Regions from separate parts of the Mus musculus genome. Here regions 2, 3 and 4 are each linked to region 1. The links are chromatin contacts, called in public Hi-C and HiChIP or PLAC-seq maps. All regions are on one chromosome and are shown on one strand. Each heading gives the region's core, a stretch centred on a gene start, on an enhancer-like site or on the middle of the called end of the contact. The rest is flanking DNA. Distances are from core to core; before and after follow the strand shown. Region 1 has its middle 180 kb from the start of Gm35615. Region 2 has its middle 50 kb from the start of Gm40661. Region 3 has its middle 12 kb from the start of 1700016G22Rik. Region 4 has its middle 33 kb from the start of Gm35330.

Region 1 (3,555 bases), core at 579-3,078:
TGTGTGTGTGTGTGTGTGTGTGTGTGTGTGCTAACATATTTCATCATAAGTAGTGATTCTTCTCAGCACTGTGACAGAACATCCAGGAAAAATAACTTGCAAAAGAATACACTCAGAGACTACATTTCATCATGGAGAGGAAGGCATGATAGTTCTAAAATTTTTTCATGATAGTATGAACTTATGTGTATTATGTTACATTTTCGTGGCTGATATACTCTCAGAGTGTTCAGATGAGCTAGGTTACAATCTTCAGGACCCACTCTCCAGTGACCCCCATCTCACAGTGAGGTCTCAGCTTCTAAAGGTTCCACAACCTTCAGAGAAGCATCACAAGGTGTGAACAATGCCTAACCACGGGCCTGTGAGAGCTCATTCGCATCCAAACTCTAGCGCCCTTCCTTTGGTCTCCAAAGGCTCATGGCTGTCTCACACTGAAAATTGCTGCAGTTAAACTTTAGGAGTCTCTGAAGTTTGAATAGCTTCAACATTTCCATAAAGTCCAAAGGCTCCTTTGACTATTGGTAAATATCTAACTCTGATTCCATGCAAAGTAGAACAAAAGACTATGCCGGGGCCTAGCAAACACAGAAGTGGATGCTCACAGTCAGCTATTGGATGGATCACAGGGCTCCCAATGGAGGAGCTAGAGAAAGTACCCAAGGAGCTAAAGGGATCTGCAACCCTATAGGTGGAACAACATTATGAACTAACCAGTACCACGGAGCTCTTGACTCTAGCTGCATATGTATCAAAAGATGGCCTAGTTGGCCATCAATGAAAAGAGAGGCCCATTGGACTTGCAAACTGTATATGCCCCAGTACAGGGGAACGCCAGGGCCAAAAAAAAATGGGAATAAGTGGGTAGGGAATTGGGGGGGGAGGGTATGGGGGACTTTTGGGATAGCATTGGAAATGTAATTGAGGAAAATATGTAATTAAAAAAAAGAAATTAAATACTTGCAATATGTACTTAGAGCAGAGTAAACTTTTTCAATTCAAAGGAAAAAAATGGTCCAGGATGGCAAGAGAAGATTATCCCAGAACCAAAACAGCAGCACATCAAACAGTAAGCCCTGGAGCTTCCCATGTAGTCCCTGAGGCACTGGCATGTATTCTTTGACATTCAATGTTCTTGGTTAACCTTCTCTCTCTGAAGCTGCCACCTGTAAAATATATACACTCTCTTATCAGCTGTCTTGACTGGATGCCCACTGTTTTCCCCCAACAAGTACTTTCCATGATCTATACTATCTTGAGGTTTCTGTGACAACTTAGGGTTTGCCTTTATAGCTTGATTTCAGTGGGTGATTTTTCAGAAACTACAACCTCACTGTATGTTTGTGGCTTGGCCACATTAGCCATTTGGAATTTTACTATCAGTCTCACAATCTGAGAACTCTTCCTATCTACACATCTACAGAACTTGAACCATGTGGATAATGTCACATTCTGCTTCCATATCACGGGGTACCGGGCATGTCCCTGGAGCATGACATCAGTGGACTCTGAGGCCTTTATGGCTTAACTTGAGAAGACTTGTGTCAACATAATCATTGTCTTGCTGGTACTAGTGACCATGGAATAAACAGATGAACTGTAATCACCTAGGGAAATGCTGTTAGCAATATAGGTCAGGGAAAGGCTTTGGAAGCATGAGCTATTTCCTGGAATTCTATACCAAAGCACCATAATTGGCTTAAACATCAGAAATCTATGATCTCACAGTTCTGAAAATGGGAAGTCCCAAGTCATCAAGTGGGAAGTGGGTGTAGACAGCCACCTTCTGAGGTTCTCCACATCCTCCTATGGTTTTCCCTGTGTCCTGACCTCATCTTCTTATCAGTACAGCAGCGGATGGATTCATGCTTTATGACTTTATATTACACTAACCCCCTTTACAATGCTTACTCCAAATACAGCCACATTCTGAGGTAATGGAGCTAAAGATTTCCGGATAAGAACATTGAAGGGACACAATTTACCAGATAACCATGTGTGTGGGTGTGGTTCCTTACTTCATCGGGAAGTTTCATCCAGTTGAAGAGTTTAAAAAATGATCTTGAGGCCTTAGCAGTCTGTGCTATGACTCAGATGAACAAACCACATAGGGTTCTTTGTTTTCTTGGGCTTCACAGACACATCACAAAGGATCGCTCGCCTGAGTGGACTTCGTTCTTCTTAAAGGTCAGGCTCTCAGCATCCCTTCTGAGCTCTATCCAGAGTACGTGCCTCCAGTCAGTCCTCTCTGGCTTGAAATACTCTGCAGATGAGAAACCCAGGAAGAGAGACCAGGATCCCTTTAGAGAAGATGGAAAAGAAGAACAAGGACAAGCCAGACTACTTTCATCACACAAATCTCTCTCTATTGTGTACTGACTGTTTTGGCAAATGATGAATGGTTATTAGAGAAATGTTGGAAAATATGGGCAAAAATGGAAGCAAAAACCATTGCATGTGTTAGTTGCACTTACCAACAACAACTACTCATCTTGAGGGTGGGTATGTATCTAAATCTTTTGTTTTTATGTTGGAATGTTCAGAGGAAATCTCCATTCAAAACTACAAGTACATTTATCTAGTGCATTTCACCAGTAAGGAGGTTGCCTACTGGATGTGATGTCCTGAATGTTGTAGCTTACATTTGTATGTAATTAGAAATATCTTAAAAATTCTGTTGATGGCTACATAATATCTTATCTAATAGAGTAAAATCATTTAGTCATTTTCAGAGTGGTAAGCATTTCCTATGTCAACAGTTCTATGTAACTAGAATAAATCTTGTTGCACATAAGTCTCAACAGGCAAGTTATATTATTTATTAGGATATACTACTACAAATTTAACAACTAGACAAAGACCATGAATAATTTTATGTAAATAATTACTCATTGAGAATACCTTTGGAGAATTCTGTACCACCTTGGAGAAATGTAAGAGTGAATGACAATGCTCACCTCTGTGAAATTTGAGAAGAAAAGAGGGATTTACTAAAAGAAGGAAGGGAAGGAAAGAACTTGAAAGAAAATAAGAGCTTCAAATTTGTTAAGCAAAAAAAGTTACACCTGAGTGTTTTAGAATGTTTTGTGTATTTGGTTTTTTTGCACAACTAAGGAATTTTGCACTGGCTGTTCAAACTTTGTGAGTAACCCTTTGGCTGTTTGTCCACTGGAAATATTTTTTTGCATAGTCCTTATGGTTCCTTCCTTTCTCATGTACTTGGAAGTAACTTTCTAATAACATTTCTTTGTTTATATTTATGTACACATTTTACTTATGGAATTGTGCGATATTTAAGTTGTTGTATGGTTTCTATCTTGGGTGTGAGAGTGAGGGGACATGGGAAGAGGCTCTAAGTATCTCACCCTAAGACACAGTGGGACAAACCAGGATAACTACTTAGAAAGTTTACTGATCAGTAAAGGATTCTGTGGTATTACTGATCCGAAGTAATTTTCAAATATCTATGACTTGTTTTATAATTTCTTCCATTGATTATATATATAGAAAGTTCAATTTTCTTCCCGCTACTAAACATTCTTTAAAAAAAAAAAA
Region 2 (3,692 bases), core at 42-2,541, 510 kb after region 1:
GAAACTCACAGAAGACAGAGCTGTTCTTCTCCTTTTGGTCACCACTACACACCAGTCATCTGTGACTTTGGGGTGGGCATCTGTTGTCAGTTTCAATTTTAGTGTGCCTTCTTGAAACTTTTTATTTCTTCTTGGACCACAGTGTAGTGAAAATATGCTGACATACCTTGGTTTGAAAACCTAATCATTACAACAGACTGAAGTCATGTAGTCACAATGTAGTTAGGCAGGGATTAGAAATCTCAAGTTGATTTTACAAATATTAACTCTCACTTCACACATGTATGTGCTCAGGTGGATGAAGAGCAGATATTTGGACCAAACATTGTATGGTCAGCACAGGGATAAGCAAAGTTCTACTTGGTTACAGTGTTGCATAATTCATACAGCCCTGTATATCTGTCTGGTGATGGTAATCTGAAGCAGGACCCAGCTGTCAGAGCTCATGATGGAAACCGGGAATATAAAGTAAAGGTTCTGGTAAGTGTGGCTGCCTGGACCTGGGGGTTATGCTGAGTGTCTGTATACAAGGCCCTGGGCTAAACAAGCAAGTGTAAAGCCCAGGATAAGTTCTGCCTCTGATTATGTCTTCTTGCCTAGAAGCTGTTCTCTAAAAAGCTGACATGACTGCGGTCCTTCCTCCTTATGTTGGAGACTGTGCCTTGGACACTGCACACTACACACTCTAGAATGTGGTAATCTAAGAGAGAAACACGGCTTCTAGCCTAGCCCAGAAATCAGAGATTGAATTTGTAGTCATAGCTCTGTAACAGAGAACTCTCAGTGATGAGGATAGGTGGCGTGATAGAATGCTTCTCAGAAACACTGCGCCCATGTCTCCTTTTCTTGAAAATCCCTGTTCTATGTTTTTGAAGACCCATTTATGCATTTATACTTCCATTCAAGGTGGGAATTTTAGACATGTCTGCAGCCTTTGCTTCATTGCATTTCCTGTGCCACAGCAGTGGCCTAGAATCTATATGGACACCAAGCTACAATGCCAAGGCCAACATGATACTACTCAGTATGGACAGGATAGTTCTTTTTCCTTATCTAATTCCTCACCAGAAAATATTTGCCCAACAAAGTACCCAACGAATCTAAAGACAAGTTTACGTGAAACAAGCTTAAATCTTTATTTGTGCAATGTCTTTAATTCCTCCTTATCTTACTGCAGCCTTCCAATCTTCCTTTAAAACTACTTGAAGCAATGTTTAAGAGAAGCTAACTGCAGGATGCCCAGTCACACTCAGAGCAGGAAAGAGTTCTGTGTGGGTTAAAGAGCTGAAGTCATGGTCACATGGGAATGTCAGGAGCAATTAGCTATTCATGGGCGAGACAAGAACGGAATGTCCCTAAATAGAGGAAATGTTATTCTTAGATTTCAACTGAGAGAAGGAATGTGGAAAGTTATTGACAGGGAAGCTTTAGCATGTGTAACAGGCCTTTATTTTAAAATTGCACACACACAGTTACATTGTTCCTACGTGCAGAAAATGAGATAAATATACACATAGATACAGTCAGACAAATGCAGTCACATATACGCAGAGAGATAGACATGTACATACTCCTACAAATACACAGTCACAGCAGACACACAGAGAGACAAAAACACCCAGAGACAGAGCACTCAGTCAAAGGCAAGTGCATAGTCACACACATACACAGTTATTCAAACACACACAGACAGGGAGAAAGACACATAACCCAGAGATACACATCGAGATATGTGTACATGTTTACACACTATGACAGATATACTCACATAAACATACAGATACAACTCAAATGCACAAACACAGACTTACACACAGATACAAACACACACATTATTCCCCCCACCCCCACACACACTTACACACTGTCCTCCTGATTTTTCTTAGCATAAGTATATGTGGGACATTTTGCACACTTATCGTTCTCCTATGATAGAGCAGTGTTATGGAGACTAGGAGATTGGTTACAACTGTCTTCCATTGTTATAACTCTCTGAAATCCTATCTTTATTTGCAATTTCATTAAATTCAATGAGAACAGCCATTTGCTGTTGATAATTCTAGTGCTGATCCTCAAACGTGTTATTTTAAGTGGTTCATATCCTCCATGTGGGCTTTGAAACATCTGTTCAGACCAGAACATATCAGCAAAAAACATATTTTTTCTTTTCTTAGTCTGAGTCCAGATGGCTACATTTATGTACCATGTACCATAAGTTTCAATTATGTACTGTGATTTAATCTATTTTATTTTTATATCCCTAATAAAACTAATTATTTAAGAAAATAAGGACTCCTAATATATTCATAATGGACTGTGGTGAAAATGAAAGTGCCATGTGTGTGAATGTTTTTGCTAAGACGCCATCCTTAAAAAGGATGTTTCACATTTAGTGTTAAAATAAATCAGTGTGTAAAATCCATAATTAAAGAAAAGTTTAAACATTTCCTTTGAATGGACATGCTAAATGTAAACAAAACCAGCTTCACCAGAATTGCACTTTCTAAGAAGAAAATCATTGAAATTACAAGGGAATAATAACTTAATTAAAATATAATGAGTCATTTATCATAGAAATGTAAAATGAAGTAATGTTTCTCTTTAATCACTCTTTAGACCACAGTGGCCAATGTAAATGAGTACAAATGTGGACTTGGAAGTAACATTGCTTCAACAAGGATGGTTAATTCTATTTCAGAAAAATAATGTTCCAAGCCCCACTGGGATACTCTTACTTTCAAAGTAGGATCACTTTGTCAGTCATTCTGTGTGTGTGTGTGTGGGTGTGGGTGTGTGTGTGTGTGTGTGTGTGTGTGTGTGTGTGTGTGTGTGTGTATGTCTATGTTTTTGTGTTCTTGTGTGTGTGTGTGTGTGTGGGTGTGTGTGGGTGTGTGTGTGTGTGTGTCTATGTTTTTGTGTTCTTATGTGTGTGTGTGCTTGCATGTGTGTGCACATGCCCGTGGAGGCCAGACTTTGCTTATGAGTGTCTTCTTTGATAGCTCTCCATGTTATTTAGCAAACGGGGAATTCCTGACTGAGGCTAGTCCAGCCAGCCTATCCCTGGAAATCTCCATCTCTCTCTCCTAAGTGTTAGGACTTCAAACTTCCAAGTATTCTCTTCTTCAATTTTATACAGATCCAAACTCTTATTTTCATGTTTATACAATACCTCTTTTATCCACTGAGCCAGCTCTACATTTTCTGGATCATTAATGAAATCAACATAGACTGTTATATATTTTTTTCTCAGGAATTCACATAATTACAAATAATGCAAATTTCAGTCATGGTCATCATAATAAGAAATAGTCTCAAAAAAAAAAAAAAAGAACAACAACAAAACCTAACCCAAAATTATAAAATTGCTCTTTTAAATGTAGTCAGTGATGTTTTAATGAAACTATGACTTGTCACTGACAATTTATTACAGAGAAGTGTGCCAAGAATTCTTGCCGTGGTATGAAACTGGACATTGTTGTATTTATTTGTTGAACTCATTTAATTTGTTTGTAATAAATTTTTCCTAAATATAACAGTGTTCTTGATTTTTTTAATCTTTTCATTATTTTGTAATCTATTCTATAAAAATATACTTATTAGAAATGAAGTATTCAAATTATGACTACATAGCTCTAAATGTTACATTTTCCAGATTGAATGATCATTGTGATCAAACCAACAGTATATTATAT
Region 3 (3,699 bases), core at 1,034-3,533, 260 kb after region 1:
TACCTAGAGTATTGTTTTTAATCTCTAAATTTGATCTATGCAGAGCACGGGAACAGCAGCTAACTGGCAATATAGACATAGCTGAAAGAAAGAAAAAAAAAAAAAGAAATGTCTTTATAAGTGCTGCCCTCCCCCGCCCCACCCCCCCCCCCGAGAAAAATGGCTGCGTTGTGTTTCTACCGAAAGAGCTGTACACAGCAGACGCCTGAATCACTTCACTGATAATGAGACATTCTGTTTCAGAGTTTACTATTTAAAAATATAAAACTAACAATTACAGATGGAAACTATTCATCCTGAGATTTAAGGAGGGAAAAGACTTTTTTTTTTTTTTTTTTTTTGGTTAAAGTCTAGAGCTTTCTAAGCTCTGAGCAGACTGCCCTCCGGCTGATGCATTTACAAAGAGCAGAACAGGAGGCAGCCATGGGTGTCCTGAAGTCGAACTTGAGTCTGACCAACCTTGTCTGAGGAGCCTGTTTCTTCTGCATGTACACAGAGGCCAAAGTGGTCGTATGCTGTGGTTGTGTGTGGTTTCATGTTCTAACACAGCATCCAACAGTAACAGTCACCTTGCAAAAAATACGTGTATTGTATTGGGTGGAGATTTATCAGATCAAGAAAGCCAATGATTGGCAAAAGATGTCACACATTTAAGGTTAGAGACCAGAAACCCTTTCCATTTGAATCATCTGAGCTCTGGGGGGAGGGGAGGGGCACAACTTAGTTACTATTTGCTAACTATTGAATGCAAGATATAATTTTCTAATTAAGAATATTTCAGAGGTAAAAGTATTGTTCTAAAACTGTTATCTTAGTGACTATTATGATTATTATGAGTGTTCAGTGGGTAAAATAGTTCAGTTATTTATGTAAAAATTTATAATGTTTAATCTATGTTCAACTTTTTTGTCTGTTGGATTAATTGCTTTTGATTGCCAATTATCATACCTGCAAAGTTTTAATAGACAAAGGTAAACTTCAGATTATGCCAGGTCATAATGAAAAAAAATCAGAATTTTAGTAAAACTCTAGTATTTAGTAATGTGTTAAGAATTATATATAAGGTTATATTTATGTTTTTGTGTATATACACGTACATATGTAACAACAAAAACAAAATAAATGAGGTTATCAATTTGAGACTGAATGGGTTAGAAAAGAAGAGTTTGAGAGATGTAAAGGAAGGAGGGAAGTGATATATTTTAATTAAAATATTTTTTGAAAGTTTATCGAGGGTCTGGAGAGATGGCTCAGCAGTTAAGAGCATTGACCCTTCACATAGCAGCTCAGACCCATCTGTAACTCCAGTTCCAGGCTTCTGACACTCTCACACAGACATAATGCAGTCAAAAAAGCAATAAACATAAAATTATGTTCAAAATCAGTTTATCTAAACAGACCAGGCTCCGGCTAAGTATAGAAATGTTAGTATTTAGGGCTGAGAGGTTTTCTATCTGGACTCCAATACCCTAACCCATCCCCTTTAAAAATAGTAAACATATCTTCTATAGCTTATAGCAGTCATTTGATCCTAACATTTGTGAAAAACCTGTTTTGCAACATTTTAATAATGGCTTATCAAGAAATTCTTTCTTATTTGCTAGAATGCATAAATTAAAAACCTGAAAACAAGCATGGTTGCCTTGCGGTAGGTTTTTTTTTTTTTTTTCAAACGAGCCAACAAAACGGAATATAATATATGATCTTTTCTGGTCTAGCCCAGGCTGAGTCATTTCCTGTTTCAATAACAAGGATGTCATCAGCTAAACTCCAAGCAGCACAGTTTGTCACTGTGTGTGGCTTTATTTGTACATGTTGCTAGAAGGTTCTTAAGGAGCGTACACTCATTATTTTAATACCAGAAAAGAACCTTCCAGTGAGCACCTTTGGCTCTGGTTGGTGCTTCTGTATTATTTATGCTATAGCTAATCTGAGTGGGGAAATGAATGTATGCCCAGCTACATACAGTCACACTCGATGACACCGTAATTCTGTCTTGGGAATTCATAATTTACTCAGGTCACCAAGGTAGTTCACTCCAGTGTGGAATGTTTACCCAAATGTTGAGCTCTGGGCTCCAGTGCCAGCGGATATCAGAACTGAGAATGGTAAGGTCCGGATGTTGCCTGGATTTGCTGGTGTGACCCACACAGCAGCCACACTCCTCTCTGATTTCTTTGTCTAAAGGTTCTAAGATTCTTTTCCTAGAATCACAAGAGGGAGTTTGCACTGTTTACATGGTCAGCGCTCAGCGCACAGTGTTCTCTGAGTTGGTCCCGCTGAGACCCGTCGCCATGCCGATTGTAAATGACTCATCTGCATGAGTCAGCGTCTTCAAGGCGAGATGGCTATCTATTGCCTTTGTGCTACTATTTTTCCCAATTGGTGTTGTCCAGCAGCTGCAGATTCCAAACTATGTGCCTGTTTCTAGAATCCAGGAAACGTTGTTCATGGTTCAGGCAACATCCCCGCAAAGGGTAGGAGGCACAGGATTTAGATTTCTCATCAGACCCCTTTAATGTCTTTCTCAATTGACTTGAGTACGTTTCTCAGTATCAGGGGAAGCATTTCAGGAATTTTCTAGGTCTTACCTGTGAGAAGCCATTCTGATGACTCACAGGGATGGGACATTCCCCCTAGATTAAGGATTAAAGCAAAACAAAAAGAATCCTATTAGAAGAGGGGATTTCCTGGTGAAAAGAGAACCCTAAACCAAAAGACACCCACTTTTGTCTGAGCTTAAAAATCGTATTGCTTGTCACACAGAGCAGAAGGATCTTAAGGATCACACTTTCAAACCCTCATAGAGAATTATATTATGACTCAATTTCCCCTCCAGTGTATCTTAAAAATTCATCAGAGTCTAACGATACAGGCCTCTTTTGGTTGCAATAATTAACATCATATTGGCATTCAGTATGACTCTAAGTTCTGCATAAGTGTCTAAGGCGGTGATAGACAGGGTGGAATTGCTAAGTAAATGTTTACTGTAGGTTATAAAATATGAATAAAATGGGCATGGCTGTTTTCCTGTTACTTGCAGCCCCGGGGTTACTTTCTGGGTGAGCAACATGTGACCACCTCTGAATCAGTTACAACTGTAACTGTAAGCCTCATGGACTGAGATCCTGTGGATCTGACTCCTCCATGAGTTGCTAGGCTTCCGTTTCATAAACACCGTTGAAGAATTAGTTGCTATGTAACTTCCAACACCCTTGGATTAGTCCCACATTCTCCTAGGGGAGGGTGATGCTCATATTGGGGAAAAAAAACTCTTTCTAAAAAGGTGGCCCATCTTCTGTCCATGGCCACAGACACAGATTATTCCCAGTCTCAAAGCTACTATTTGGGGATAGAGAAATAGTTTGATTTCAGTCCATTTAAATGGTGTGGTCCCTCATCAGCAGACAGAAGCAGTCCCATGAAGAATGGAAGAAATGCTAAGACTACCATGGATTACTTCCATTTACCAAGAGTTTACAGGCAGAGCTTCAACCAGGCTACTCATTTCCTGCTTTGCCTCCAACAGAACCGGTTCAATCCTGTACTTATCTCCACTTCGTCCTAGCCCTTCAGGCTCCCTCCTTGGTGGTCAGGGTTTTGCATTCAGAGAATTGACCTTTACCATACATCAATTGTTAACTGATAAGGAATTCAAAAGACTTCTTAAATCCTTAGCTTTCAGAGCTGTGCTGAGAC
Region 4 (3,737 bases), core at 471-2,970, 350 kb after region 1:
TGAGTCGCATAGAGGGAAGAGTAAACTCTCTCTTTTATCTCTAGACAATTATGTTACAAATTTATTTCCATGAGGAACCAACCAAAAAACAAAGACAAAAGCAAAAGCTCGGAATCATATAACAAGGGTATGCAGCTAGGATTTTGTTTCATTTGGTTTGGTTTTGAGACAGGGTCCCTGGCAGTCTTGACACTTACCAGGCTGGTTTTGAACTCACAGAGATTGAGCTACATCTGCTTCCAGCGTGCTGGGATTCCAGCCATGTACTACTACGCCAGACCTTGTTAAGATCAAGTGTAAGGCTACTGTTGATTTGACAGAACCTAGAGTCACCTCTTAAAAAGCTTAATGAGGAATTATGTAGCTTCAAATGGAATGTGGGCATGGATGCCAGGGATTGTCTTGATTGCTAATCGATGTAGGAAGACACAACTTATTGTGGGTGGCACCACTCATTAGGAAGTGAATCCTTAACAGTATAAGAGGGGAGAAAGCTGGTGGAGAGAAAACTAAGCAAACCAGGATGTATGTACCTTTTGCCTCTCTTTCCTCTAGACTATGGGTGTGATGTGACTAATTTCTGTCCCCCCCCCCCCCCGCAATGATGGACTATATCTTGGGATTAAAATTAGAACATTCTCCTCCCTTATGCTGTTTTGGTTTTGGTTTTGTTTTTTGGCTTTGCTTTTTTTTTTTTTTTTGATCAGAGAATTTTTACCAAAGTAACAGAAATGATACTAGAACAAAAGGTACATCAAACAGGTAATCAAATGCCGTATAATACTCCCAAGGTTTATAATGCATATGGCATTTGTCAGCTTTATAATATTTATAATTTATTTTTATCTCTCTTTCTCAGTGAACCTTGACTTTCCTATTTGTCTGTTGTATTACTGCTTAAAAAGTGTGACCTACAAATCTTAGACCTAGCACTCGTTTATGCAATTATTTTACTTGTGTACTCTACTTCAGACTTCTAACATCTGTGCCTTAATGTGCTGTCTAATACCCATAAACTTGAGAGATTACATTACAGCCAGCAGTTAATGAATTGTTCATTTTTTTATTTATGCTTTTGGAAACAAAAAAAACCTTACAGTTCTCTTGTAAATCCTTCCACTTTTATCCCTGTTGACTAAACATTTCAAGGATAGTAACATTCAAGGAAGGAAGAGAGTAGTGAGGGTGACATAGGACAAGTAGGTTGGCGTGTATTTAAAAAAAACAAATAGACTATAGGGCTATGAAATTGATCCAACAGGATAGCCAGTAGAAAAAACAAAGCTATGACCTCATAGACTCTGTCCCTTGATCATCTGCCTGCTTCACAGAAATGAGTCCTGGAAGGGAAAGACCTAGAAAATGTTTTTATAATGAGTAGTTTGCATCAATAGGGAATTTTAACTTTGGTGGCACTCACCAACTTCAAGTTAATTATAAGGTGATTGACTATCTGTCATGGTAGAGTTAAAGTGTAGGTCTATCAAGAATGTGGTGCCTGTTGTTGAAGCTTGGGTCTTAACAGTATCCTGATTCACAGGACTATGTACCATAAGGCTGTTTCAAATGGAAGTCTTTGTCTTCAAAGAGTAGAATTGTTTTTGTGCATTTATTTTGCAAGTACTTTGCAGGTAAGAAACAGCTTAATCATAGTGAGGGAACATAGATACTGTTTCTCTTTGAAAGGATAGCTTAAGCAAGATTCTTGCTCGCATTTCATGTATCATGATCAAGTTTCTGTGGTTTCTGTGGATGCTTTCACTGACTTCCTTTCTTGATGTTGGCTTGATTTACTCATGTGACATCCAGGAAATGCTCTTTTCTCTGAGTTCTATAAGGAAACATACATTTATTATCTCCTAGGCTATGTGGGTCTAAATCTAAGTTCATCTGAGCAAAAGGTCCCATATGAAGTCACACTGACGGTATGCGCAAGTTGAGTTTTCAACAGGCAAATTGTCTTTCAAATTTTGTCTCTGAAGTTGGCATGTTGGCTATTACTCTTGCAGACTGAGGGACTGAGGGCCCTGTGTTTCCTCCAAGCTCTTGGTTAGAGGCCAGAGTCAGTTATATGTGGCTGTGTCTTCTCAGAGCCAAGTAACCATGATAACAAGAGATGTCAAAATCACCCTAGATAGAAGCAGTCTTGTGCACCCTTTCCTCAGCTGTGAGTGAGCTCCCATCATGCCTCAGAGTTCAGTTGGTTAAAAACAAGTCAGTGACTCCAGCAAGTATCCAAATAGATGATATCACAGAAAACAGGCCTGAACACCAAGAGATAGAGCCATTGGGCCCCATATTGTATGTTGCCTCCCATGTTCATTTATAGTTAGGTTTCAAGATATCAGTATTGCATCACAATAAAATGCAATCAAATAATATTTTACATAGTGGAAAATCCTCAGAAGTTTCCCATCTCACTCATAACTTGAACAGTCCAAGAGCCCTCTATGTATGCAGGTATTTACACCTGATTCTGTCTCTTTATTTCTTTAATTTTATCTACTGGTGAGATGCCCCCTTACTATATTCTGCTTGAGGACTTGTCCATCTTTGAGTATTGATCCCTTGAAAACACCTGCACATGTTTGCTCCCTTATCTGCATGCCTCTGTACACATTATTTGCATCCAGGGCACATAGTAGATGTCATGGAACACAGTATGACATCCCACAAGTTTTTCTTATTATCAATAGTGAAATGGGGATACGTGGTTCACTTCCTGCCTGTTCAAATCTTGCACAGAAGACGTATGTAGTACATATGTTTGTTGTTGATACAGACATACTGTCTGGGCTTCGTTAAGAGCTCTTGAATGATGGTCCATTTCTAAATACGGGAAACTACACCTTTTAGCTTGCTTTTGTGCATAAATATTTCATTCCATCAACTCTTTGAACCTGTGACGCTAGTACTGTGTTATCATTTTTCTTTTTCTTGTCTTTTCTTTTCTTTTTTACACATGAGAAATATGAGGTTCAGAGAGTAAGTGAGGTTGACCCAGTTGGGATGTAGTGATGCCACCAGGGAAATATGTGTTATTGTCTCAGTGGTTCTCCTGTGTCTTTCCATGCTGCTCTTGGAACATAACAAGGAGAAGACACCGGCATTCAGACAAGCTCCATTGCTGAAGACATTTCACTTGGGGACTAGGAATAATAATTGACAAAATTAAAGAGTCAATTGTGAAATAGAATTGGAGTTAGCTCATGCATAATCAAAAGTATAATTAAGACAGAGTGGAAAGGTTATCGAAGGAAGATTCGGGATGCATAGTTTAAGGGTCATCTATGTCTCCATGAAAGCTGTACAATTTTGCAGTTTGTTGTTTTCTTTAATGAACTCATGTTCCTTATATGTCAAAAGACGTACTTGACTAAAGTGATTATATGAGAAAAGAATGTAGAAGATTTCTTATAAAATTGATTCCTATAGGAACATAAAGCATGACTTTTGTAACTATGGAATATTATTATTATTTGACTTGAAATTCTGAACTGAAAATCTACATTTTTAAATGACTATAATTAAAAATCCACCGATGTGAAGTATATACATTTTGTAATATAAGATGTATTAAATGACTAAGTTGTATAGAAATTATTATAAATTAAAAGAAAGTTGAATTATTATAAAAAGATGTACTAGTTTCTACATTGAGGATTAAAGAAATATACTTTATGGACCCTTCCACCATGAATACATTGGAGAACAATATATAAAAAATTCTTAGACCT

The links. A called contact is a pair of places that touch in the nucleus more often than the background predicts. HiChIP or PLAC-seq counts read pairs in DNA pulled down with a chosen protein or histone mark.
Region 2: a contact with region 1 is called in a Hi-C map of bone marrow-derived macrophages, with 4 times the contacts expected there. The contact joins two enhancer-like sites. A contact is called at or near these places in 2 of 484 Hi-C or Micro-C datasets (bone marrow-derived macrophages and macrophages).
Region 3: a BATF HiChIP or PLAC-seq map of CD8 T cells shows a contact between it and region 1, with 35 read pairs. The contact joins two enhancer-like sites. A contact is called at or near these places in 1 of 39 promoter capture datasets (neutrophils) and 1 of 115 datasets of contacts at active chromatin or transcription factors (CD8 T cells).
Region 4: a BATF HiChIP or PLAC-seq map of CD8 T cells shows a contact between it and region 1, with 12 read pairs. The contact joins two enhancer-like sites. A contact is called at or near these places in 2 of 484 Hi-C or Micro-C datasets (Th1 cells and macrophages) and 1 of 115 datasets of contacts at active chromatin or transcription factors (CD8 T cells).

The regions. Positions count from the first base shown.
Region 1 is chr13:6,107,759-6,111,313 of GRCm38.p6, reverse strand. No RefSeq gene overlaps it. Among named protein-coding and RNA genes, the nearest start is that of Gm35615, 180 kb to the left of the region's middle. Within about 2 kb of position 1,828, at least 46 of the 459 cell types and tissues checked have an H3K27ac peak or open chromatin away from gene starts, as enhancers often do. A contact at or near this core is called in CD8 T cells and bone marrow-derived macrophages, where this site is marked.
Region 2 is chr13:5,602,025-5,605,716 of GRCm38.p6, reverse strand. No RefSeq gene overlaps it. Among named protein-coding and RNA genes, the nearest start is that of Gm40661, 50 kb to the right of the region's middle. Within about 2 kb of position 1,291, at least 97 of the 459 cell types and tissues checked have an H3K27ac peak or open chromatin away from gene starts, as enhancers often do. A contact at or near this core is called in bone marrow-derived macrophages, where this site is marked.
Region 3 is chr13:5,843,890-5,847,588 of GRCm38.p6, reverse strand. No RefSeq gene overlaps it. Among named protein-coding and RNA genes, the nearest start is that of 1700016G22Rik, 12 kb to the left of the region's middle. Within about 2 kb of position 2,283, at least 292 of the 459 cell types and tissues checked have an H3K27ac peak or open chromatin away from gene starts, as enhancers often do. A contact at or near this core is called in CD8 T cells, where this site is marked.
Region 4 is chr13:5,755,419-5,759,155 of GRCm38.p6, reverse strand. No RefSeq gene overlaps it. Among named protein-coding and RNA genes, the nearest start is that of Gm35330, 33 kb to the right of the region's middle. Within about 2 kb of position 1,720, at least 25 of the 459 cell types and tissues checked have an H3K27ac peak or open chromatin away from gene starts, as enhancers often do. A contact at or near this core is called in CD8 T cells, where this site is marked.